Regions from separate parts of the Rattus norvegicus genome. Here region 1 is linked to region 2. The links are chromatin contacts, called in public Hi-C maps. All regions are on one chromosome and are shown on one strand. The core of a region is the stretch at or near the end of the contact, and the rest is flanking DNA. Distances in the headings are between cores, read along the strand shown. Region 1 holds the start of Ubl3 (ubiquitin-like 3). Region 2 has its middle 45 kb from the start of Ubl3.

Region 1 (6,097 bases), core at 1,340-3,839, 45 kb after region 2:
CCCCTCCCCTCCCCCTCCCCTCCCCCTCCCTCTCCCCCTCTCTCTCTCTCTCTCACACACACACACACACACACACACATTTTTAAAGCTTGAAAAAGAATTTCTAAAGTGCACAATCAGTAGTTTCTAGAATATTCCCAGTTTTGCCCATTTTTGTTTGGTCTTGTTTGAGACAGGGCCTTGTTGTATAACCCTGGCCGCCCTGGTCCTAATGTGCAGCCCGGAGATTATGGGCTTCCTTCACCATACCCAGCCGTGACCATTGCCGCGACCCAATTATCTAATTTTTTTTTTTATCTCAGTGACCCTGTGACCCCGCCGCAGACAACCCCTTTCATCTCTATGAATTTACAATTTACCGTAGCTTTTTTTTTTTTTTTTTGACGGGCCCACGATGTCATCACCCATTCTTAGAAGGGCCCTTAGGGATTAAAGATGAAGCTCCCCAGAGGAGCGGAAGAGCGTCAGAGAGGCAGAGGAGCACCACAGACTCCTTCGTGGCAGAGTTAGCTCTTTGGTTTCTTGTGAGGTTAGTTTTTCCCTATCAAAACTGCTGTGTCATTCCTGCCTTCCGGGTGATGCTGACAATAGATCGGAGGCACCGGATGATGTTACCCTTCCCTGCTGTGGACAGGCAGGCTGCTCTCTGCACCCCCTCACTTCTCTCTCCACAGTAGAGGCGGCAGAGCGGAGAAATCCCTTTGTGTTCGGCAATGCTCCTTCATGCCTGAATTATGTCAGGAAAGGGTTCCAATGAGTTTTGCTGTTGTCTTATTTGAGTAATTAGGAATGCAACCAGGTTCAGAAAGCTTACTTTTAAAAGACGGGGACCTTATACAGAAGGGGCAGGGGCAGACATGCTGAGGTCTTGGGCTCCAAGTAGGGGTCATTACATCCCTGGCAATGGGGCTGGTGCTTCATTCTGCCAACTTTGGCTTCTTGACTTTCATTAGCACTTAGGTCTGGCAGAGTGAGGATGGGGGGGTGGAGAGTAGGCGGGGCACGGGGAATTAACCTGGTGAGCATTTTTAAATGGTAATCAAGTACTTCTTCAGAATCTGCTGGTGGATTGAAGAGTTCCAGTTGTCTGGATTTCCAGGAGGATTGGTGGTGGGGAAGGGTCCTGTGGTTATTCAACACACACACAGAGAAACTACATTAACAGACCATAGAACCCACAGATGCTGAAATATGGAAGCCGCATTGGAGTGAGCCTGGGCCTCTGTTTTCCTCTACCTTTGGATTCTTAGGGAGTTGGGTCTGTGATACAGGGCCCTAGGAGTGCATGGAATTTCTTCAGTCAGGCCACCATTCAAAAGACAGGTAGGTCCTCTTAAGTGTCCTGTGAGTTCCCATCCGATGAGGACAAGCGTGACTGGGGAGATGGTCATGGGGAATGACACAGGTTCCTAGACAGTGAGCTCCGTGGGGATAGGGACTGCATAGCTCACGTCTGAACTCTCAGTGGCTGCAGAGTGCTTGGTGCATTTGTGTGCCGAGAGAGAAAGAGGATGAGTAGCAACAGTTCACGTCAGAAGATGTGTGCTATTTACAAAACGATTTCTGTGCCATGTATGAAATCATCCACATAACAGCACCCGGACTTTAGCCCTGGAAGGTAGGCAAGGCTGCTTGATAGGTGAGGTCACAGCTGTAGGTGGGTGTAGTAGTATCGTAGTATCGTGTTGAAACTGCCCTTCCGAGAGGTCTGAGATATGATTAAGGATCAACTGAATACCTGTGGTTTCTCTATTCTGATCCGATATCTGTGGCAGACATATTTTTCCACCTAAATCTTCTAGCACCAGCATTATATTATGCTGTTTTAAATTCATAATACAATTACGTCACCGGGTCAAAGAGGGGCTAGGCTGGAAGTAGGTGAATCTACAGGTAGTCTCTGCTACAGACTTTGCATGATATCACTATTGTGACTAATACAGTTTCTGGTCATTTCAATTAAGTAGATTGTAGCTTTATGGCCGTGGCACTTCAGAAAACGTGTGTTCAAACATTGCCTCTGCTTCATGAGAGCCTTGTTTCTGTTGAACTTCCGTGGCCTTATTGGAAATCAATGATTGCTTCTGATCTTCAAACTGTCATGTTGAGGAGACCTAAAGATTAACTCACTCAATAAAATGGTCTGAGATTGCAGGTTGTGGAGAACTTGCAATAATTAAAACGCATGCTTCTGCACCATGGTATGTCCTATTTTAACAGAGTCTACACAGTGCGCGAGGGACTTCTTCGTGCAAGTTGTTTTCCTCCAACAATCCGCGTAATCATGGCATTTCTGGACACAGGTAGGAACTGACTGCAGGGCAAGAGCCTCTAAACTGGAGACAAGGAAGCTATTGCTATGCAGGGAACTGTTGCTATGCGGGGGCGTGGCATTGATGCCCGCAAGGACGCCCTGGCGGCCCCTTCCCCTCACCTGCACGAACTACATTTCCCGTGATGCTCCGAGAGGGTTCCGTTGTGACGAAGGGAACAAGCGCAGACGGGGGCGGGGGAGAGGGGGCGCTATTCCCAAGTCGGCTCTCAGGCACCAGCAGCCGCCACCGCCGCCATGTTGGGCTGAGGCGATGACAGGAGGCGGCCGGGGCGTGTGGGATTGAGGAGTGGAGGAGGAGGCGGAGAGTCAGGGCTCTGAGGGGGAGCTGTTCCCAAGCTAAGGGAGGAGCCCCCGGAAGACGCCGCGGAAGGCAGCGAGGCGGAGGCGGCCGGAGTACGGACGCGATGTGGCCCGACCCGCGCTGCTGCGCTGAGGCGCCCGCGGCCTGAGCCCCCCGGCGCTGCGCTCGGTTCGGCTCGGCCCGGTTCGGCTCGGCTCGGCGGCCGGCGAGGTCGATGCCCTTGAGCGCGGCTGCGCGCAGCTCGGCTGTGCGGCCCCGCGGCGCGCGCTGAGCTTCTCGGCGGCCCCGGCCGCTCTCAGCTCGGCGCTCGATGTGTAGCCACATAGTTATCTGTACACTTCGTCGCCGGGGCTTTAATGAGGACCTGAGTCGCGAGCGCGAGTGAATCACCGCCTGGGCCGGGGAAAGAGGACGGCGCATTTAACCCCCTCCCACCCCACTCCATGTCCCTGTGTCACTCGGCTCTGTCCACCTGGCGCGGCGGGTCCTGGAGCTGCTACTGCTGCTGACGATCGACTCCCCTCGCGCCTCTCGCCCCAGAAGCTCTTGTGCTCCCACGTAACTTCTACTTTTTTTTTTTCCTTTTGAGAAAGCTCAGCACGAACCGATCAGAATTGTGAAGGGTTTTTGTTTTTTTTTTGTTTTTTGTTTTGCTTTTGGGTTTTCCGAAGCTCCAGCACTTCTGCTCTTGTTTTTGTTTTGTTTTCTGCGTAAACCTCTGGCCCACTCTCAAAAGGCAAGATGTCCAGTCATGTCCCGGCGGATATGGTAAGTGAACGATAAGTTCTGAGGTTCGGATTGTATTGTGGTTTCCAATCTGATTTAATCGGAAGACGACGCTGGCGTCGGGGCGAAGGTTTCTGGGGCCCGGTGGGGGGGAAATGGGGGCACTTCTGGAAAAGCCAGTCTACTTGGTTTTGGAGAAGTTGGCTCTTCTCCCCTCATCCGCCCCCCCTTCCTTTCTTTTTTTTTAGGAAGCACTAGTTTTTGTTGTGGTTTTGCTTCTTCTTTTTCTTTCTTTTCTTTCTTTTTCTTTTTTCTTTTTAAACCGCTGGGAGTCACTGGTTCGGTTGTGTTTTCTAAGTCGCCAGAGGCAGGGAAATGCAGTGGAAGCGGAGGAAATTCCTTCCCGATTGCTAGAAGGCTCTGAAGGCTTGGATTTAAACGCTTCGAGAAAACGTCAGGGGCTGTGTGGGCACAGCCGGGGACGGGCGCCGTGCTGGATACCTAGGGTAGGAAGAGGCTGTCTAGCTCAGCGACAGACAAGATCGCTCAGACGTAGGTGCACACTTGATAGTTTCAGAGACAGCGGCGCACCTCTTCGGAAAAAGTCTTGCTGCGAGCCCTTGGAAACGTCTAGCCGAACAGCTATGACAATCCGAGCTATTTAAATGTTTTTTCAATTCTAGGCTGATCGCGTAAGGGATCCATTTTTAATATAGATATTACAAGGTTTCTTGGAACCAAGTATTTAACAGTTTTGCATTTTAGGTTCTTGTTTGTCTATTGTTTGTTTTAAGCCAGTTAAGCATGTTTATTGAGCCTGCATCACTGGGCGTTGAGAACTGGAAACAAAAAGTGCTCTTGTTTATTGAGGCTTTTTCCTTTGGTTTCTAAATGTTAGGGTGTGAGTATGTTGACTGGCAGTTACTGTGTAGCCTTACAGTGCGGAGGGGTGGGTTTGTGGGAGTGTGAAGTGACACTTTGCAGTCCTGAGGGCAGACATAATGCAAGTTACAGGGAGATGAATAATCCTGTTTCTGAAAGAATCGAAGTTAATGTAATCATGCCCACTTATGTCAAGTTGACATTTAAATGTGTGTGAATTACAGTGCGAACCCAAAATTGAACTTTGCTAATGACTGCATTTTTAAAATGTCAGATATTTCTATGGAGGGATGACCTGTTTTACATATGTTTAAAAGAAAAATGACCCTAAATTGTGTATTTTGACCTTGGTTTAAAGGTATTTTGTTTGTTTGATTTTCCACTTAATATGCTATTCAAATGCAAAGGAACCACTGGGTCTGCCTCCCGGGTGGCCACTCTGCTTGCAGCCTTTGCTTCCGGAGTCTTTAAACTCGGCTCTGTCCTTTTAGCTGTTCTTCCTTCTTGATGTGTGCAGGGGGAACGGTCTCCTGCCTGCCTGAGTGGCTGCCAAGGTTCTCTTTCCACTATTCTGGAGTTGCCTGGAGAGGTCTCTACACAGAACTGCAAATGCTTCTTCCCCTGTTTGATGAGTGATCTGTGGGCTCATAGCCTCGGGCAAAGATTTGCTCTTTGTAAAGCCTCCATTTTATAGCATCAGCGCAGTGAAGGCTACACCCACCTGAGTGCCATCTATTCTGTCAGAGAAGTTGTAATGGAATAGATGTGTGTAGTTAAAGCAGTGCCACTTTCTTTGGGCCCACTGATAAAGAAAAAGTGGGGTGTAGAGCACCAACCACACATCGAGGTGATTTTGGGGATGCCATCTCTTGATGACTGGAAGCTGTGTTGGGATTGAGGGACTGACGTAGGGGCAAGGGTTTTATTAATAGCCACAATTAGAAACTACAACTATTGTCTGTTTGAGATTGTGTGTTAAGGCCTTGATGACTCAGTGGTGCTTTGAGATCCCTGATTAAAGGTGATATGCAAGGGCAAAGCAATATTATGTAATAAACATAGAATGCCTTGTGATGTGCCTCAGAGGTAGCCTGTGCAGACTTCCAAGTTCTAAGTGGGTTTTGTATCTTGTGTTCATCTTGCTGGACCATATGATTGTTTGAGAAAATCCTTTTTAAACAACCATTTTCTATTACTTAAATTTTAGTTTTTCTGTCAGAAGGATCTTTGATAAGTGTGTAGAATTCTCTCTATATATACATGCATACATATATGTATGTATGTATATACACATGCACGCATTCGTGCATGTGTGTGTGTGTGTGTGTGTGTGTGTGTGTGTATTAAATACTGCCTCCTTAGAAGTTGTTCATAACTAAACTCCTCATACCAAAAACTGACAATTTGAGTTTGCTTTGGTGACTTGAAGTGAGGATGGTTTATTACTTTTTGATTTTTGAAAGCCATCTCTTCAGGAGCAGAGATGTTCCCACTAAGAAACATTTCCTTAAGCCTGACTCTAAATTGATTAGGATATGATCTGTCACAGGGTTGAACTTAGAAGTGCAGAATTGCCTTTCTGTTGGGTGCTGTAATATGAACCTTTCAAGTGCTATTTAGAAACAAATGTTCTGCTCCTTTACGTCTTAATGGTGCTCATCAGCCCTGGAAACATCCTGCCCAGGAGGTGGGGCGGGGCACTGATGTTAGAGCCCCTGCCCTGGTTCATTTGCGGTAATTCCTTCCAGACGGATGATAATTGCTAACTCAATTGACATTTGGATAAAGTCTTCTTATGGCTATGATTGTAGCTCATTTTGTGACTGGTATTTTAACACTAGTTTTAATTTTGT
Region 2 (6,425 bases), core at 1,569-4,068:
CTCTTCCCAGAGATCAGATAAGGAAACCAAAAGTTCTAGTCTTTTTTTTAAACATTTATTTATTTATTTTACGTATATGAGCAAAAGAGGGCATCGGATCCAATTACAGATGGTTGTGAGCCACTATATGGTTGCCGGGAATTGAACTCGTTACCCTTAGAAGAGAAGCCAGTGCTCTTAACCGCTGAGCCATTTCTCCAGCCCCAAGTTCTAATCTTCTTATCAGCAGGGTTGTTTTCCCTAGCAACCAGCATCCTCCATCCTGAAGCTATCTGAGAGTTCTAGTTCTGGTACCCAGTCTTGACAAAACCCGTGGGAGAGGGGGAGCAGAGGAGAGGTCCTCATATAGTTCAAGATGGACTCCAACTCAAGCCACACACACACACACACACACACACACACACACATATATGTATATATATATATATATATATATATATATATATGTTGAGAGTGAGGAGAAAGAGGAAGAGGATATATTATATTAAAATTGCAATATAAAATGTTACTTCAGTTAAAAGGATTTTTGAAAGCCAGCTCTCAGCCCTCAGCAGGCTGCAGATGCTCCAGTGGGGCTGGGCCAGTGTGAAGACCAGCCATCAAAGGTATTCAGCATATGTCCTAAGCTCGAAACTTGTGTCTTAGGGAACGCAGGGCGTTAAATCGTCTTTTCTTATTCCCTACAGGATTTCTTTAAATTGTACATTTGTACCCTGGCTCTCATTGATCTGGTATGCTTTCTGATCTTTCATTTATTTAAGAAAAATAATTTTTAAGAGTGTGTGTGTGTGTGTGTGTGTGTGTGTGTGTATACATGAGTTCAGGTATCTACGGATGCTAGAATATGACATCGGATATTCTGGAAGTGGAATTGTGAGCCGCCCAACATGGGTACAGGGATTGAACTAAGGTCCTCTGTAAGAACAATAATCGCTCTAACCGCTGAGCCATCTCCTCAACACCATGAACGGATTCTGGCACATTCCTAACCTCATTGACCCATGTCATAGCTGTGAGGGGTTAAGTGGCACTCTGTCCGTCCGTCTGTCCGTCGTTCAGATGAAGGCGTCGAGGCACACTCACTGCAGTGAACTAAAGGGGTCTCAACTCCCAGCCCCTGCTCCAAAACTCACGTAATGAAATCTTCGCCTCCAAAAAGATATTAGCATGAAATGAAAACTTTCAGGGTAGAGGTCATGAGGGTGGAGACCTTGCAACCAGAATCAATACTCCCAAAAATCAAAATTTGGGGGGAATCAAAATTTCCCAGAGGAAGTCCCTTCCCTCCCTGAGATAGTCTATCTTCATTGTGGACTCGGCTGGGCTGAGACATACCTGGAGTTAGGAAACAGCTCTGGGAGTCATCCCCAGAGAAGGCTGAGTGAAAGGAAAGACACTTAGACTGCTCCCTAGCCAATAAAGTGGGCTCTGGATGTGAAAGGAGCAAGCGGGCTAGAACCCCGACCTGCCCCCACCAGTCCCCACGTCCTCCCTCTGCTTTCTGGCCACCACGAGTGAGCTCTAATGCTCTCCCCAACTCTATGCTGTGACAGCAAGATATCCCTGCAATTGTGAGCAAAAGTAAACCTTTCCTCTCTTTAAGATGATTCTGTCGGGTATTTGATCACAGTAGCATGACGATGACTGACACACCCTTTTTCCCCCTGAGGAAGAGACCCTCCTTACATGAAGAGATTAGTACGAGATTTTCATCCAAGAGTGCTCAGTCCTTAGGATTGTGACAAACACATTGCTGTTGTTTGTAAGTCACCTGATCTCACGCGCCCCTCCAAACGACCAGGCTAGTACTGTTGAAGGTGGGCTGGGTGGCACAGATAATAAAAGATCTCGCACCTACACAATCACGAGGTCTATGTTCTTCCCATACTAGAAGAGTGACCCTCCCTTCAAAATAGTAGCCGGGTCGCCATAAGGCCTTTTCTTCCAGCCCAGTGGAGGAAGCAGTGAAGTAAAATCTCTAACATTTGGGAGGGAAGGAGCTGCCTGCTGTGTGGCTCACATGGTCTGATGCAACCGCTCCAGCAAATGCAGGTCAAAGTGTCTTTGTCCCCGGAAGTTCATGATACTCTCAGGGGACTGTGATCACTACAACGAGACCTGGATTCTAAAAACGTCTCTATGAAGCTGCCGATCCACTCAGAAGGGAGTCTGAAGGCCAAGTACATTTCTCTATAAGGATTTCTCCAAGGATTCTTCTCATCGAAATCACATCTAAACAGCGCTTGAGACCTCGCACCTGGGATCTCCCGAGGAAACAGGAACCGAGGCCATCTTTCCTTGTCCTGGAACTCCCCGGGGCCCACTCCTTCGGTCCACACTGAGTAGCAGCAACATTGGGCCAGTGTTTCCTGACTTGGGGTACACATTCAACCAGGACTAATAGACACCAGGCCGGTTCACACGTCGTCTCTTTACTTGGTCCCAGCAACACCTCAGAGGACGTTATCTGCATTTAAGGAGAGGAAGTGAGAAGGGTCAAGATACCCCTCTCGTCTCAGACTACTTGCAAGCAGAACTCACGTGCCAGGTTAGGGCTTCTAGCCATTGTACTGTACCCTTGATGGCTTAGCCGTGTGTAGATGAGGACGCGCTGAGGGATCTTCGCTGTGTTATCATGAATCTAACTTTGATACTAAAGAGCTCGGGACAGCCTGACAGAGGAAGGATACAGTGCAACCACTTCACCAAAAGCTCAATCATAAATGCAGCTGATAATCTCCTCCAGCGTGGGCAACCAGCACACGCTGGCTTCCTCGTGGTGCACAGCCCGTAGTACAGCTTTGATACGCTCGGGCCTCAAGATAAGCACACAGTGGTTACGCAACTGGCGCGGCAGAAATGCAGGTAATAAAGGAGGCGCTCGTGTCTCTCCATCTGACTATCAGACCGTTTGAAACAGTAGACCCCAGAGAAATAAAAATTTTCCCAGGAATTTCTTTCTCCACCCACCCACCCACCCTTTTTTTTTTTTGTGTGTGTGTGTGTGTTTTGTTTTGTTGGATTTTGGTCGGTTGGTTGCTTTTGGTTTTCTGAGAGGGGGTATCTCTTTGTAGCCCCTGTCCTGGAACTCACTCTGTAGACCAGGCTGGCCTTGAACTCAGAGACCTGTCTAGCTCTGCCTTTCAAATACCCCACCACCAACTGGCTTTACTCAGAGGTTTGATGCTGAGACAAAGAAAAGATCGCAGCCAGAAGGGGAACTTGTCTCCTGGAAAAAGATTACACAAGGTCCTAACTTTACAGGGTGAGCCTCAAAGCCAGACAAGAATGGCCAGAACCATAGTTTGAAGGTGACTGCTTACCTGTGTGCATTGGAACTCTTAATCTCACTTCAGAACCCTGGAGACAGACTTGGGGCTGTTCACTGGGTCTCTTTTTCTTTTTTGTGGCCACATTGAACACATTGCCCTCATTTCCTTTTTTACTACTAATTTGCTTCTTTAATAGGCTCATCCAGGGTGGGTGGACGGACCTGGCTTGGGTCACAGGTTTTGATCTCCCAAGTTTGATAACAGCTACAGTCACAAAGTTTCTGTTACTCAGTAATCTCTCTGTATGTATCAATGCCTTTGCACACCAGGTGAAGTTGTAACGTTGAAGGGTTAGAATTGCATCGTTTGTAACAATTCTCACGGAGAGGTATGATATTACAGTCCCTTAAGTTGAAAGATATTATTCTTTAATAGATTTCTGAACAGATAGTCAGAAAAATATAGACACCCATTCATATACATCCGTGCTTGATCTATCCCTGTCTGAGGAAGCTTTGTATGATAACAAAAGCCAGTTCGTTAAAGTCTGGCCTGAGCTCCTGAGTTCCAGTGTTTCCCTCTCAGTTCTGTCAGCATCTGGCAACCAGATGACAAGACTTTCCAGTTTTGGTCAACGATGCATTGGGTCGATGATTAACCAGTTAACGAGGCCACTCGGCCCTGGCAGTGCTTCTGTTCCCCCTACGCAGTCAGGCTTGACCGTTCCTGAAATGGATCCAAAGAAGCTGAATGCCGCCTTTGTCAAATCTCATTGACTCCCACAGGCCTTGGGTCATCAAGTTCAGCACAGAGATCACGAGGCAGAATTATTAATGAAATCTGGAGTAAACGCAGACATTGGTCTTCCTTAACCAATAGCCAGTGCTCCTGAAGATGTGACAATAGACATTTCTCTCATCGGAATGAAGGGGGGAATATTTGGTGATTTTTCTTACATATGTATGTCATATACAGTAGAATAAATACATTAGATTTAAATATAGCAACTTGATTATATTTAGTTCATAAATATTTAAACAAAAACGTTTTAATTATGCTACCAACCCATATTACCAGCCTTTTAATGGGCAAAATGGATCATCATAGGAACTCCTGGTAGAATTCATGAAGACAAATATAAAATGAATTTATTTTAAATATAAATGTAATCAGGGAATTAATCCTGCCGCTGTATTTCTTTACCTTTACTAGTTCCCAGTAACCACACGGAGAAACCAAGATTTATTTCAACCTGCACTTCAATAGGTGAGCAGTTAAATGACCTACCTGAACCCTCCATGCTAATCCGGCTACCTCCAGCCACGATCTCAATTAATACTCACAGTTTAATGCCGTCCTAGCTCTCTCTACTTTAGATGTTTCTTCCTGTAGAGTCTTTCCGGACCTTCTCCTCATGGCATCCCTGAAACTCCCCTTTCCTTCCCCTGGCTGGTGGGAGTTTCTCTATTTTGTTCTCTATTTTGCCCAGCCACTAGGTGATCAGCATTTATTAAAAAGGCAGAGAAATAAATGACAAGAATTGCTTACACAAATTTAAGACGGGTGATTCTAGACATAAACATTACAATGCCGTGTCCTGATTGAAACAAGTTACTCGAGCAGAGACATCAGCCTTTGAATAACACAAGGATAATAACCTTTACCCAGTGCACAAAAGCATCACGCCCACAGACCAAGCCGATGTTCTGTATAGGGTGGTGACTATGACTATTAATCTACACAGAGCGAAGCAATTTAAATTCATTTAGGAAAGCCAAACAGGACTGGAGAGATGGCTCAGCGGCTAAGAGTACTTACTGCTCTTCCTGGGTTTAGCTCCCAACACCTGAAGCTTACAAATGCCCGTAACTTCATTTCCAAGATACCCGATAGCTTCTGACCTCTTTGGACACCCGCATGCGTATGATGCCCATAAACTTAGGAAGAAGGAGGAGGAGGAGGAGGAGGAGGAGGAGGAGGAGGAGGAGGAGGAGGAGGAGGAGGAGGAGGAAGAGGAGGAGGAGGAGGAGGAGGAGGAGGAGGAGGAGGAGAAGAAGAAGAAGAAGAAGAAGAAGAAGAAGAAGAAGAAGAAGAAGAAGAAGAAGAAGAAGAAGAAGAAGAAGAAGAAGAAGAAGAAGAAAGCTTAGAATTTCCTCTTTAAAGTTTAGACAATAAAAATAATATATACAATATCAGCAGTAGACTGGTCATGGAGTTTGCTATTTATATCATTTAACTGGTATTATTTCAATCCTTTGCAAGATGCGTCCAAAGCTGCTACCTTAGCACAGCGGTTTCTAATGCTTCAACCCTTTAATACAGGTCCTCATGCTGTGGTGCCCCCCCAACCCCAAGCATAAAAATTATTATTACCTCCTAACTGTTTGATGCCACTGTTCTGAATCATAATGTAAATATCTGCTATGCAGGATATCCAACATGTGACCCCTGTGGGGGTCATGACCCACAGGTTGAGAACCACTGACTTACACTGAAACCTCTTGGTTTTCTTCACTGATCTATGCAGATTTTTTTCAAGCATGTCTTCAGTGCAGCCAAGCCACAGTGATATTCGTGGCGTCCACGGGAAGTGAGAAAGACGATGGGGAATTTAGAAGGATTCTCAGCCTCCATGATAACTGTAAGTCTTAAGGAGAATGTTTCCTTCGCCAACATAGAAGAAACAATCTAACCACAAGTAGATCTCACATTTGTGACAAAAATGAGCAGGAAGTGGGCAGAATTAACATGATCTGACAAGAAACCAGGGAATCTCCCGTTGTCACAGAGAACACTATGGTTCAGAGCCAGAGGAAACAGCGTGTCATCTGCCAGGTCTGAAGTCATACGTAGCACTGGCCCCAAAAGCAGACAATGGACAAGGAGCCTGTCTAGGCCTTCTGTAAGCCATGTTTGGCAAGTGGACTTGTTCCGACAGGCTGCTTCCACTCCTCTGGGCTCAGTGAAATCTGGAAGCCCCTGCCCCGCGCCACCACGCCACACTCCGCCCCGCCCCTCCCTGCCCAGGACTCCGCTCTCTTCAATTCAGGATTCCAGGCAATACCAATGGGACACCAGCAAAAAGCGGTTCTGCCATTGACATCACATCCATTCCACTGGCACTGTCCAGAGGTCAGTGACCTTTGTCTTTCC

Evidence for each region. Hi-C and Micro-C count contacts between places; a contact is called where the count stands out from the background.
Region 1: a contact with region 2 is called in a Hi-C map of liver, with 2.8 times the contacts expected there. The contact joins the promoter of Ubl3 here to the enhancer-like site in region 2. A contact is called at or near these places in 4 of 12 Hi-C or Micro-C datasets (Schwann cells, kidney, liver and 1 more).

The regions. Positions count from the first base shown.
Region 1 is chr12:11,507,323-11,513,419 of GRCr8, forward strand. Ubl3 (ubiquitin-like 3) reads left to right here and starts at 2,590. Exons shown (of 5, transcript NM_001015030.1): 1 at 2,590-3,404. The coding sequence starts at 3,378.
Region 2 is chr12:11,462,058-11,468,482 of GRCr8, forward strand. No RefSeq gene overlaps it. Among named protein-coding and RNA genes, the nearest start is that of Ubl3, 45 kb to the right of the region's middle. Within about 2 kb of position 2,819, at least 3 of the 93 cell types and tissues checked have an H3K27ac peak or open chromatin away from gene starts, as enhancers often do. A contact at or near this core is called in liver, where this site is marked.